Linked DNA regions of Sus scrofa: region 1 is linked to region 2. A link is a contact called in public HiChIP or PLAC-seq data. All regions are on one chromosome and are shown on one strand. Each heading gives the region's core, a stretch centred on a gene start, on an enhancer-like site or on the middle of the called end of the contact. The rest is flanking DNA. Distances are from core to core; before and after follow the strand shown.

Region 1 (6,600 bases), core at 587-3,086, 420 kb after region 2:
GGCATAGAGAAAAGGTTGAATCTTTTGAAAAAGTTTATATCAAAATACTTTTCCATCACTGGGACACCTAACTAGGTCAAGTATATGACCCAAAGCAGCACGGAATTCGGAGTCAGAGGTTGGCAGAAAAGTTTTGGAAAACTTGCAGTTTTTAAAAATTGGCAATTTCTCCATGCTTCACAAAACTATCAGAAGAGGTATAATGTTTGTTCTCTTGTGGAATGTTGACAGCTTGCTGCAAAAATTCACATGAATGAGGAACCGCAGAGATGCGCTTCAATGAATTATTTTTTTAAAAAATTTACAAAAAACTGAAGTTTCTATTTTAAAAAATAACCACGTTATGCCAAGATGAAACATGGTAAAAAGTAGTGTAAGTTCTGTCCATGATTCTTTACACGGCTAATGGGAAAGTGATAGAAATCATTTTCTCTTAAAAAGGAAGTTTTGTTATTGCACTGACTTTTACAACCTGACCTGGTAATTTAGAAAAATCATGTAGTAAAATCTGTAAAATTAAAATACAAAATTCTGGTTTGTAAACATCAGCTGGCCAAGCCTATCCAGAGTCCTTCATAATAGTGGAATGGAATGAATAATTAAGTCACAACTTTACTTATTTGCTGTGAGGGGGAAAACTCCAGAACACAGCTTTTGTACTTTCACAGTAATTATATTCAAAAGATATAAAGAAAGTCAGTGCAGTTGTCTTCTTTGTTGTTTTTTCCTCCGTGCAGTTTTCAGGTCTGACCTCACTCTTTTAAGTGCCATAATTGAAATAATACTGGTTTGGAGACCTAGTACAGATTGGTCATAAATGTCGCATAAAGTCTGTAGGGCTTCGGTAAAGATATTTCCAAATGGCATAGTAATGCACTGCAGCTGCCGTGGCCACAAACAGGTGCCAGATGGCATGGGCAAATGGAATGATGCCATCGCTCTTGAAGAATACAACTCCCAGGCAATAAATTAAGCCCCCACAGGCAAGTTCGTGGAGTCCGTCAGTGTTATTCTGTCAACAGAGGAAAAAAATAAAAAGGTTTTGATGTTACTCTGATGTGACAAGCTAAAGAGATCACTGCAATTCCCCCTAAGCCTCCTAACTGTCTAGACAATGAAGTAGCTCTGCGTAGACAGAACCCTGACCTGTAAACATGAACTACACTTAAATTGACCTAGATTACCCTCTGGATCAGTGTCTTGACCTGACTGAGCGGTCAAGTTACAGGTCCCATGGTAAAAAGTGGTACCTCCTGCTCATTTATAGCAAGTTTAAGCAGACTGTGATTGCATCTAAAATGAATGATAATTTGTTTTAATAAAGTACAGTCCTCGGCTTTCATCTTCCCGTTTAAGAGCTTTTTTTCCCTACTAAGGCACGCCCACACCACTCCATTTATAATCCACCTCTCAGCCTGGTTTCCACTCCTTTGTCTTCCTCAAACTCTGTTCTACACTAATTACTTTTCTGAGACTCTCCCCCTGCTTCGGTGAGCTTACTGCTTCTTCATGGCTAACACAGGAAAATCCAGCTAGGAGTGACCTCTGAGACCTGAGACCACATGGCATATTTCCTAACTTTCTGGATGTTCCCAGGCCTTTTTGTCTTTGCACCTGGGAGTTTCTTAGCTTAGCAGGAAATTAACAGCCTTGTGTGTTTTAGCATAAAAAGGAGAACGCGTAGACTACTTTTGGTTTTCAAAGACCTTGGCCCATTTATAAGATTAAAATTGGGCTGTATGAATGAGAGGGGAAGAGAACAGAGGCAGGCTTAGGAAGCTGATAGAGAAACAAGTTGGGATTCCTGGAGACTAGGAATAGAAAGGTATCAGGTTCTGTAGGGTGAGTGGAAACTTAAGCCAGATTGTGGCATGGCCTTGGATGGGGAGAGGTGTATGGATAACCTAGAGGACTGGGCACTGGGTGGCTGTGACTTTGGGAGCCTTGGAGCAGATCCCCGTGGCCAAGTTCAACAGGGAACATGGGGAAGCCTCGTTGTAACCACTTGCTTGAAGGGTCCCATGGGCCTAGGCCAGAGCAATGGCAGTCACGGACGATGTGTGCCAAGAACCAGGCCTGAGGATCCAGGGCCAGGGTGAGGATCTGCCGTATTTTTCAAGTTCACATAAGCACCATGGTTTTTGTAATTTTCAAGTTCACATAAGCACCATGGTTTTTGTAGGATAAAATAATGAGGGAAGGAGCCAATTCAAAATGACAGATACCAGATTTCTCATTAACCTCGCTAAGGTAGGACATCAGCCAGATTTCGTTTTCCTTAAAAAGGAAAACAAGCAAAACAAACCACCATACACACTCATTATTTCCTAAAGGTTACAAAGCAATTGATATTCTATAATTATACGCAATTCTCTGTGTATGTGTATTAGGGGCATTTTCCTAAGAGAGGAGGTTTTCATGGGATTCTCACAGGGGCATCTACTCCTCAGTGAGGAGTCACTCAACTAACTCCTATTGATTGATTGATTGATTGACAGATTGACTGCTTTTTAGGGCTGCACTTGTAGCATATGGAAATTCCCAGACTAGGCATCAAATTGGAGCTACAGCTGCCGGCCTACAGAGCAGCCACAGCAACGAGGGATCTGAGCTGTGTCTGCCACCTGCACCACAGCTCATAGCAACGCCAGATCCCCAACCCACTGAGAAAGGCCAGGGATCGAACCTGCATTCTCACGGATCCTAGTTGGGTTCCTTAACCACTGAGCCACGAAGGGAACTTCCCAAACCTCCTTATTTTAGATGAAGACACTAAGAAGGTCAGAGAAACGAGTAACCTGAACAAAGTCACACAGCTGCTCGATGCCCCAAAGACACTGTTCCTTTTTCTTCTGCTAAAACAATATATGAGAGACCAAACCAAGTGCACAGGCTGGTTCTGACACACATTCTGTTAATAGACGGTTAGTTCTTCAGGACAGCACATCTGCTTTATCAACCCTCAAAGAACAAGAACATAGTTAAACCTAGAGCAAACAAAACCAGCTATGTTTTCTTCATTATCAATGTCAATATGTTTCTGTGTATCAGGCCCTGTTTGAAACCCTCATTTAATATTTCAGTATTATTTTAATCTCAACTTTATAGATGAGAAAGCCAGAACACAGAGAGGGTAAATTACTTGCCCAAAGCTATGAGGCTTTTAAGTGTCAGAATCATGATTTGAACAAAGAACCAAGGTGGTCTATCTCCTGAACTTATGTTCCTTTTTTGGGGGGGGGCGGTCATTTAAAAAACAGATGATTAATTTACACAGGGTAATGCATAGATCTTAAGTGAACAGTAAGAGTTTTGATAAAATGCACACATGTATGTAAACCATTCCACCCCATCAAGATACTCACGCTCATGTATCCTAACACCCCACAAAGTTCTCTGATGCCCCTTCCCCATCCTGGACAATCCCGTCCACCAAGGCAACCACTTTTCTTATTGCTTTTACCGCAAACTAAGCTTGTTCTAGAACCTCACATGAATGGAATTATACTCTATGTACATTTTTGTGTCTGGCTTCATTTTTTTGAAATGAACAGTGTACAATGTTTTTGAGATTCATGAATGTGCTACTGTGTACCAAGTCATTCTTTTTTTTCTATTACTTAGTATCCCATTGATTTATTTAACATCATTTGATTATCCTTTCCATTTGAGGGGTATCATGAATAAATTTAATATGTATATTATTTTACAAGTCCTTTTGTAGATACATGCTGTTGTTTCTGTTGGATAATACTGCTTGAGTCATAAAGGTATGCTTAATTTTATTTATTTATTTATTTATTTTTTGGTGCATCTGTGGCCTAAGTTCCTGGGCCAGAGATTGAACCTTAACCACAGGAGTGACAATGCCAAGTCCTTAACCTGCTGAGCCACCAAGGAACTCCATTTTTTAATCATAAACTGCTAAACAAATTTCAAAGTGGTTATACCATTTCAAACTCCAGCAATGAACTAGGGTTCTAATTATTTCACATCCTTGCTGATATTTGGTGGCATCAGTCTTAATTTTAATCATTCTGTAGGGGGTGTAGTAGTGGCATGCTGAGGTATTAATTTTCATATCCCTGACTTCCCTGATGACTAGTGACACTGAGAACTTATCCAAGGGCTACTGGATACTTGAATACCTTTTTCTTTGTCAAGTGTCTGTTGAAGTGTTCTACTCTTTTTTTTTATAGAATTAGCTTTTTTACTACTGATTGGGAGTGCTTTATATATTTGAGATACATTCTTTGTCGGATATACACAGAGAAAACAAATATTTTCTCCCAGTCTGGGGCTTGACTATTCATTTTAAAGTTTATTGATCTTTTCTTCTGCAGTGTCTCATTTGTTGTTCAACCCCTCCAATAAATTTTTTCTTAACATACAGTTTTTGGATCTAGAATTTCCATTTGGCTCTCTTTTTTAATAGTTCCATTTCTTTCCTGAGATTCCTCATCAGTTTACTCCTTGTGTTTTAAAGTTCTTGTATGCTATTTCAACATCTGCCGTCTTTTTTTTGTCTTTCTAGGGCTGCGCCCGTGGCATATGGAGGTTCCCAGGCTAGGGGTCAAACTGGAGCTAGAGCTGCCAGCCTACACCACAGCCACAGCCACAGCAATGCTGGATCCGAGCCACATCTGCGACCTATACCACAGCTTATGGCAATGCCGGATCCTTAACCCACTGAGCAAGGCCAGGGATCGAACTGAGTCCTCATGGATGCTAGTCAGATACACTTCTTCTGAGCCACAATGGGAACGCCATCTGTCATCTTTGGATCTGTTTTTATTGATCTGTTTTTCCTTAGATATTTCCTATTTCTTATCTAGTAATATTTGTTTGGATAATGAATGCCAGGTTGTTAAAGAGTATAGCTTTTGTTGTCTTCCTCAAAAGAATGTTGGGTTTATTCTGACAGGCAGTTTATTTACAGGAGGATTACTTTTGACCTTTTGAGGTTTCTGGGCTTTATTACGGCAGTGCCAGAGCCACCCTCACTTAGAACCAGTGTAGCTCTTCCGGCCCCAGTATTCTGGTGGGGTCAACAGAATACTGAGTTGTTCAGCATGGTCACTCTATTCCGGCTGGTATCTCCCAGCGTAGGATCCTTCTGGAATCTCCATTTATCTCACAGCCTTCCAACAGCTATTCTCAGCCAGGGCTCACAGAGTCTTGCCCTGAACAAATGCAGCTTAATATTCAGGCAAGGACTCCAGGGAACCCCTTTGTAGATTTCTGCAGACTCTTCTCTGTGAGTGATGCTCCCTCCTCTCCAGGACCCTGCCCTCAAACTGCAGCCAGCTCTGCAGCTGAAATGCAGATTTGTTTCCTCCATCTAGAGGGCTGCTCTTGGACTCTACGTTCCTCTACTGCAGTTTGGAAAGTGTGCCCGGGGAGAAAACTGCAGTGCCTTTGAAGCTCATCTTGTGGTTTCTCTTCCTTTCAAGGATCACAGTCCTAAGTGTCTGTGCCCAATGACGAAAAACAATTGTTTCATATACTTTTCCGAATTTTATAGTTCTTAATGGCAGAGGGTAAGTCATATCCATTATTCTGACTGAAACACTTCAGGTTTGAGTCTTCATCACTTAGACTGCTGCTTTTTTCCTTAAGATGGCTGATGAATTTCTTTTTGATCTGGTCTCCATCTAGCTCACGGGCTTTTATCACAAGACTTGTGCTACCTGCATAATTACATGCCCTCATGCATACATGCATATTCAAACAGATACTATTTTTAATTCTTCAAAGATGCTTGTGCTTTCCCTGTCTCTAGAGCTTCCTCCATGCTGTATCTTTTCTCTGTACCACTTGCAGTACCTCTTCCATCTCTTGGCTCCTATTTATCCTTTCTGAATCAGATTAATTAGCATTATGTGCTCCCATGGCAGGCTGCACTTTCCCCAGTCAAAGACATTATAAAACCTTATGGTAGTTTCCTATTTTATATGAATGGTATTTTTCTGCTTGATTCTAAATTTATCATGGCAAGTGTGGGGATTTTCCTGTTTGATTGTCACAAACATTCGTCATCTGCTATTGTACCACATGTGAAAATGCCATGAAAGGCTTAGGCCTACGAAAAATACTGGATAAATTTACTCTTAAGATAAGAGGGTATTTACTTGAAGTTCCACTCTAAGGATCAGTAACCTATCAACCTAGATCTTGCTTACATTGCTTTGGTGTCCTCAGTCACGTTCTAACTATATGGCCTTCAAGGCAGATTTTCCTCATTTCTGTCATTCATCTCCCTCCCCTCACCTCCCTGTTGCCCTGACCAACTAAACTGTATGTATTTTTGGTGCTAGGTAATTATTAAAGCCATTATAAATCTCCTATCTCAAAGAATATATACTGTTACATTCTCCTAAGATATTCTCTCGGCGGGGGGAGGGGGAAACATAAGTAAACCTGTAAATTCTAAAACCTTTTGCAGGTGTTTTTTTTGTGATGAGGGCAAGATCTACAGCAAAATTACATTCTTGTAACATGCCTAGGACCTCAGGATTGAAATTATAGGTATAATTGTGACCACTGCAGGCTGAGAAGAGAGCTCATACTATAACATAGTGGCTAGTGCCCCAAAATGCA
Region 2 (7,447 bases), core at 3,973-6,472:
GCACCGGTGTGGATTCATACCTGGGCTCTCTCTATGACCCTGTGTCCCTAGGGCAGTTATATGACCTCTTTAAAATCATGGCAGTAAGTAAGAATATGCATGTAAAGTGATTTTCACAGGTAAACATTTATTTAGTAGGCTTTGCTGTAGATGTGCCGAGCAGATGTAAGTATCCCCACTTTATGGATGAGGAAGCTGAAGTCCCCAGAAGTTAAATGACTTGGACTGATACAGCATCTTATTTATTCTACTCTCTTGTGGGCCAGACATTATTCAACCTACTGGGGCTACAGCACAGGGAAAGTCAAAGAAGATCACTTCAGTTATGGAGTGTGTCCTTTCTCCAAGGGACTTTCAAGCAAATAACAGATACATAAATAAGGGAATTTCAGATAACAATCAATACAGTGTAATTGACAAACAAAACGAGGGAAAGTAAGGGAAGGTCTTTCTGAGGATTTGACATTTGAGCCTAGTCCTGAGTGATGATAAGGAGCAGGCTACACAATGACAATTCCAAGCCATGCAGAGGCCCCAGACAAGCAAGAGTTGGTTACCACTGAAGAACAAAAAGACCAGTGTGTTCCTACCATTGTGAGCAGGCAGGAAAAGTGGTAGGAAATGGGCCAGAGCAGGTATACAGGGACCAGATAATAACAGCCTTTTAAGCCATGTCCAAGAGTTTGGATTTTATTCTAAGAGTCATTGGAAACATTGTAAATCAACTATAATTTTAAAAAATAAAGAAGTAATAAGCTGTCAGAGTTTGAAGCATACAATGATATCTGATTCACACTTTTTATTTTTATTTATTTATTTTTTTCCTTTGTTAGGGTCTTACCTGCAGCATATGGAAGTTCCCAGGCTAGGGGTCAAATCAGAGCTGTAGCTGCTGGCCACCACAGCAACGCCAGATCTGAGTCTCATCTGTGATCTATACCACAGCTCACAGCAATGCCGGATCCCTCACCCACTGAGCGAGGCCAGGGGTCCAACCTGCATCCTCATGGGTACTAGTCGGATATGTTACCACTGAGCCACAAGGGGAACTCCTTGATTCACACTTTTCAAAAGATCTTGGCTGTGATGTGGAGAATGGGTTTAAAGGGGAGCGAGCAAAAAAGAAGACACAATGATTAGGAGGCAGTTGCATTAGGCCAGCTGAGTGATGATGGTCACCTTGAGTGAGCTATTGATTAACTTGTGGTCACACGGGCAGAAAATTACAAAGCCAAAAAAAAAGTTCAAGTATCTTCTGAGTCTTCTACTTTGGCACAGAAATTTCAAGATTCTGTGATTCTACAAACATATTTCTGTTTTATTTTTATTTATTTATTTATTTTTCTTTCTTTTTTTTTTTTTTTTTTTTTTTTTTTTGTCCTTTTAGGGCCACACCCATGGCATATGGAGGTTCCCAGGCTAGGGGTCTAGACTGAGCTGTTGCCACTGGCCTACACCAGAACCACAGCAACGCCAGATCTGAGTTGGGTCTGTGACCTACACCAAAGCTCACAGCAATGATTGGATCCTTAACCCACTGAGCGAGGCCAGGGATCGAACTTGCAACCTCATTCTATTCCTAGTCTTGTTCCTAGTCAGACTTGTTCTGCTGCACCACAGCAGAACTCCTTATTTCTGTTTTATGAGAATGTTTGAAAATCTTTTTTGTCTGTATCTCCTTTTGCTCTTACTCCAGATTGGCATTTCTTTCAGGACAAGACCTGTCATATTTTAAATTTCGTACAGCGTAGACTTAAACCCTATATAAACATTAATATCACTGACAGCAACAAAACATTCCCTTTAACCATTCTTTTTTCCAGGTAACCCTTCCATGTAGCAACAGGTAGTAGCATAAATATATCAATAAAAATGTCTTTGTTTTGGACTCTCTTATTTTATTTTGTTTTGTAACCGCAATTGAAACTCCCCCTTTCCAAGGAACTATATAATCTTGATAGTAAGAGAGTAGTGTTGGCTGCATTTCTTGTGAGCCTGAGTATGCTTGTGATGTGGCATAAATCATTATGATAATTAATGCTGAACGATGAGTTCTGTCATGAATGGAATGGGAGCGCCTCAGGCAAGGCTTGTATAACCCTGTTCTTCAGGTAAAAGTGTTGATTACAAACTTAAAACATCAGGGGTTGGACTGACATTTCAGACTCGCCACCTTTAATTTGCAATATCATTTTTAGCAGTAAATAATTAAACTTTGCGAACCCTTTCTAGTTAGCTATGGTCATGTCTGGTTTTACACAGTAGGTAAAATGGGGTTATCGTTTTTCACAGAAACCATTTTGGGGGGTGATGAGTGAGCAACGTGGGTAAAGGTAGGAAAATAAGGAAAAATTGGAAAAAAATAGTCTGATAGTCACACAAGGTCTTATCTGATTATTGGTTTTGAAACTTTCTGAAGATGTAAGGATTATAAACATGTATTTAAAATTTGGTTTGTAATTATATTTTTTAATATTTTTAATACATCATATAAGTTAAGGACAGTGCATCCTAAATCTTATCAGTCACTGAAGTTTATTTCTTAGCTGGTTGCCTAATAAAGCTATTAGATCCACTTGTCAATATGAAGTACCTAATTATTCCAACAGTAGTAACAACTGTTTATTTGGTAAGTATTTACTACAGTACTTTCTTTGTACCTAAAAGAGGAAGAGTAATGCATTTGAGTAAACGGTAAGATCAAGTGAATTATAGTTTGCTTGAGAATGGACTGGATAATCACTGTTTTCCAATTAGTACACAATAATAGCTTAGGTTGTCTCAGTAAGTCTTGATATCCTAGTTTCTTATTTCTTTTTTTTTTTTTTTTTTTTTTTTTTTTTTTTTTGCCTTTTTCTAGGACTGCTGCCGCGGCATATGGAGGTTCCCAGGCTAGGGGTCTAATCGGAGCTGTACCCACCGGCCTTTGCCATAGCCACAGCAGCGCAGGATCCGAGCTGTATCTGCGACCTACACCACAGCTCACGGCAACGCCAGATCCTTAACCCACTGAGCAAGGCCAGGGGTCGAACCCACAACCTCATGGTTCCTAATCAGATTCATTAACCACTGCGCCATGTCGGGAACTCCTCCTAGTTTCTTATTTCCAGGCAGCTTCCTTTAAACCACTTTTTTTTGAGAAGCTACTCTATATAAAAGATTGTGAATAATTGTATATACTAGGAACCATGAGGTTTCAGGTTCGATCCCTAGCCTCGATCAGTGGGTTGAGGATCTTTTGTTGCTGTGAGCTGTGGTGTAGGCTGGCAGCTGTAGCTCTGATTAGACCCCTAGCCTCGAATCTCCATATGCCGAGGGTGTGGCCCTAAAACACACACACACACACAAAAGATTGTGAATAATTTGATATGATTGACAAAGTAAAACGAAAACAGAAATCATCAGTAGAGGCATTTTTTTTTTTTTCCCAAGTAACATCAGGACCAGGGCCAGCTTCATGGTATGTGACCTATTCAGTCAGCACAGAAGGCTGTACCTTTAAAAAGGCCCCTCACTTAGTTGGACCCTGTACTTGGTTTAATGCTCTATTATCACTACCTTGAGTAATTATCTTAATAACTTTGTTTTTTTATTACTCAATGAATTTTATGATCATCACAACCCAATTTCATAGCATTTCCATCCCATACCCCTAGTGTATCCCCCTACCCCCCATCCTGTCTCATTTGGAAACCATAATTTTTTCAAAGTCTGAGTCAGTATCTGTTCTGCAAAGAAGTTCATTGTGTCCTTTTTTTAGATTCCACATGTAAGTGATAGCATATGATGTTGGTGTCTCACTATGTGACTGACTTCACTTAGCATGATAATTTCTAAGTCCATCCATGTTGCTAAAAATGCTGGTATTTATTTCCTTTTAGTGGCTGAGTAATATTCCATTGTGTATATGTACCACAGCTTCTTTATCCACTTCTCTGTTGATGGACATTTAGGCTGTTTCCATGTCTTGGCTATTGTATAGAGTGCTACAGTGAATATTGGAGTACATGTATCTTTTTGAGTCATGGTTTTCTCTGGATAGATGCCCACGAGTGAGATTGCTGGATCAAATGATAATCCTATTCTTAGTTTTTGAGGACTGTCCATACCGTTTTCCCCAGTAGCTGCACTAATTTATATTCCCACCAACAATGTAATAGGGTTCTATTTTCTCCACACTATCTCCAGCATTTATTGTTTGTAGACTTTTTGATGATAGCCATTTTGGCCAGTGTAAGGTGGTAGATCATAGTGGTTTTGAGTTGCATTTCTCTAATAATTAGTGATGTTGAACATCTTTTCATATGTTTTTTGGCCATCTGTATGTCTTCCTTGGAGAATTGTCTGTTTAAATCTTCTGCCCATTTTCTGATGGGGTTGTTTGTTTTTTGATAGTAAGCTGCAGAAGGTGTTTATAAATTTTGGAGATTAATCCCTTGTCAGTCTCTTTCTTTGAAAATATTTTCTCCCATTCTGTGGATTGTTAATAACTTTGTAAACAGGGGGCCTTGCATTTTTCATTTTGTACTGCCCCCCCCCCACTTATTATATCCCAAATGAACTGACTGACATTCTGACCTAATTCAGGCTAAGGTACAGTCAGTCTGCCTTGAAAAAGTAGAACTTAAAGGTAAGAGATGAGGTAAAGGGCAGATTCAGGTCTCCTGAGAATAGTCGGGTTGTTATGAAATAAAATCAAGCAAAAATTCACCCTCCTTGCCATGACCTCTAAGAATCTAATTAACCCTGCCTACTTCTCTAACTTCATCTCTTCTCTCTCCCCATTCACCACGCTCTAGCCACGCATTTTTGTTCTGTAAACACGCCAAGTTTTTTTTTTTTTTTCTGCCTTGAGACCTGTTCTCTGCCTGAAAAACTTGGTCTCTCAAATTTTTTTTTCCTGGCTGACCTATTATTTGCATCCTAGCATTTAACTCCTCTGTCCAGTTACATTTGATTATTTTACCTTACAATATCTGAAACCTAGTTCACCTTGTTTCTTTTTAAAATTATCTTTCTTCCAACACTGGCATGTAGATACCATAAAAGCAGAGGGCTTGGCTTGTTCAGCATAATTTCATAAGCACTTGGCATAGTACATGCACGTGATTGTACTGAGCTGAGGATTGGCAAGCAGAAGGCAGTCAGGTAGTCCAAGGAGTAGTGAGCTGTTCTGGAAGCTTAGGACTCCTTCTTTGAAGCAGTTTTCTGTTGTTCCTCTCAGGGTTGGGCTGTGGGTTATAAGTAGATGCTGCTTGTCTACCTCCAAGACAAATGAGTAGCATTCCTGAACTGCTTAGAGTCTTGAAAGAAAAAATGCACCACCAGGGGGAATATTGCCTTTGGGCACAGAATAAAGAAGATAGTAAAATAACTCTTTGACTGACCTTTTATATCTTGATTTCCTGAAACTTTCAAGCTATTTTAAAAAGATTAATGTCTAGTTCAGGGAAGGGAGTCATCCCTGACTTATGCCAATGTTCTTAAGCAACCCTACGGTTATATAAATAGCTGTTGCTATCTCGAAGAATTTTCTGTTGTCGTAAGTGTATAAGTTGTCACAGTTTCTAAACGCTGTTACTTTTGTGTGATACTGAGTCTGTAAGTCTAACTTTACAACAAGAAATATTTACATTTTTAATATTAGTTCCAGTGAATTTATAAATAGCAGGCACTTCTAATTTGTCAGTCCCAGAGTCCAGACAGATAATTTATTGGGTGGCCCTCCTTCTCCCTTGAAATGATCTTAGTGTAAAATTTCACTAGACAAGCACTCTTTATCCCCCACTTTTTATTCCTCCCAAATGACCAGACTGCAGGTTACCCCGTCTTATTCATGAACCAGATTGATCTTATGAGGGTCATGCACATTTGATAAAGGAAATCCTCCCCTTGAAAACATTGGGGGTGGGTACTTCTAGTTTAGGATGAAATAGAAATTTTAGTTTGTTGAGGCAAAAAAGAACTTTTATGAATGATCTTGTTATTCTACCTGCCAAGAAACTGGGGAGCAGAGTAGTTAAATGGCGGCACAGAGTTACATGGCTCCTGGGCAGCAGAATTGGAACTTAAACTTGGATGTCTTAGCCTTTAGTGGACCAGTCTTTTTCCAATGCAGGGCGATTTTATTATATTGTATTGTATTGGTCTTTTTGTCTTTTTAGGGCCACACCCGGGGCATATGGAGGTTCCCAGGCTAGGGTTCCAGTCAGAGATGTAGCCACCAGCCTATGCCAGAGGCATAGCAATGCTGGATCCAAGCCATGTCTGCAACCTACACCACAGCTCACAGCAACACCAGATCCTTAACCCACTGAGGGAGACCAGGGATTGAACCCTCGTTCTCATGGATGCTAGTCAGGTTCCTTAACCACTGAGCCATGGTGGGAACTCCTGCAGTGCTCTTTTGAACATAAAACCAGGGGCAAGGAGAGTTCCACAGTGTTTCTTTTTAAATGGACTGTGGCAAGTTAATTTCAGAAGAAATTAAATACTGTTGATAATTATGAGCTTCCTTGATGGGTCTTATTTCTTTTTAAATTATAGTAGGATGCAGTTCCCTTGTAGTGTAGCAGGTTAAGGATCTGGCGTTGTCACTGCACTCGCTCAGTTTGCTGCTGTGGTGCAGGTTCGATCCCTGGCCTGAGAACATCCTCATGTCACAGGTGTAGCCAATAAATAAATAAATAAATAACAGCAGGAAAAGGTATGTTTTATTTATTTTACTGCTTGCCAATTTGCTTACAAGGGAGTAGTCATAAGATGTTATTTAAAGCATATAGCCAGTTTTCTTGGGTAAACACCAGATCTATGTTGTTTTCTCTTTCAACTTGTAAAATGTACTGATAACTTAACAAATGGAGGTAAAAGAAGAGACTGGCATAAGGGGAATATGACTGTAAAGGAGAGAGAACTAGAATGAACTAATCTTATATACTAGATGCCAAGAAGGAACTCTCAAACTTAATAACTAAATTTTAAAATATTTTTCCTTTATCAAAATGATATGTCAAAGTATACATCCTCATTGTGAAACATTCAGAAAATAAAGAACGATTTAAAGAAGAAAATTAAAAATAACAGTAAATAGAAAATGACATTCTGTCAGTCATTGTTTACATTTTAGTGGATATTTTTTCATAAATGTAATTTTAAAAGGCGAAATTATTCTATACATTGTTTTTAGCCAGCTATTGTTTTTCATCTAATAATGTACTGGGAACTTCTTCACAAATCAACAGACATGAAGGAATAGATCTATGTGATCATTTTTGGTGACTGTGTAGTATTATTGCATGTGGGTATACTAAAAACTGTTTAACCAGTTATCGATTACATATGTAGGTGGTTTCTAATGTTTTGTCATTATTAACTTGTTTGTAATGATATTTATGAATTAAAAAATATTTTTATGTGCTCACCAGATCACCCCTGCCACCTGTAGAGT

Evidence for each region. HiChIP or PLAC-seq counts read pairs in DNA pulled down with a chosen protein or histone mark.
Region 1: a contact with region 2 is called in an H3K27ac HiChIP or PLAC-seq map of skeletal muscle, with 5 times the contacts expected there. The contact joins two enhancer-like sites. A contact is called at or near these places in 2 of 5 promoter capture datasets (fetal liver and liver) and 1 of 2 datasets of contacts at active chromatin or transcription factors (skeletal muscle).

Annotation. Positions count from the first base shown.
Region 1 is chr12:31,696,750-31,703,349 of Sscrofa11.1, forward strand. It overlaps MMD (monocyte to macrophage differentiation associated), which reads right to left. Exons shown (of 7, transcript NM_001044595.2): 7 at 1-1,012. The coding sequence ends at 812. Among named protein-coding and RNA genes, the nearest start is that of MMD, 23 kb to the right of the region's middle. Within about 2 kb of position 1,837, at least 5 of the 83 cell types and tissues checked have an H3K27ac peak or open chromatin away from gene starts, as enhancers often do. A contact at or near this core is called in skeletal muscle, where this site is marked.
Region 2 is chr12:31,278,234-31,285,680 of Sscrofa11.1, forward strand. The region is part of intron 1 of STXBP4 (syntaxin-binding protein 4); the gene reads left to right. Among named protein-coding and RNA genes, the nearest start is that of STXBP4, 4.8 kb to the left of the region's middle. Within about 2 kb of position 5,223, at least 8 of the 83 cell types and tissues checked have an H3K27ac peak or open chromatin away from gene starts, as enhancers often do. A contact at or near this core is called in skeletal muscle, where this site is marked.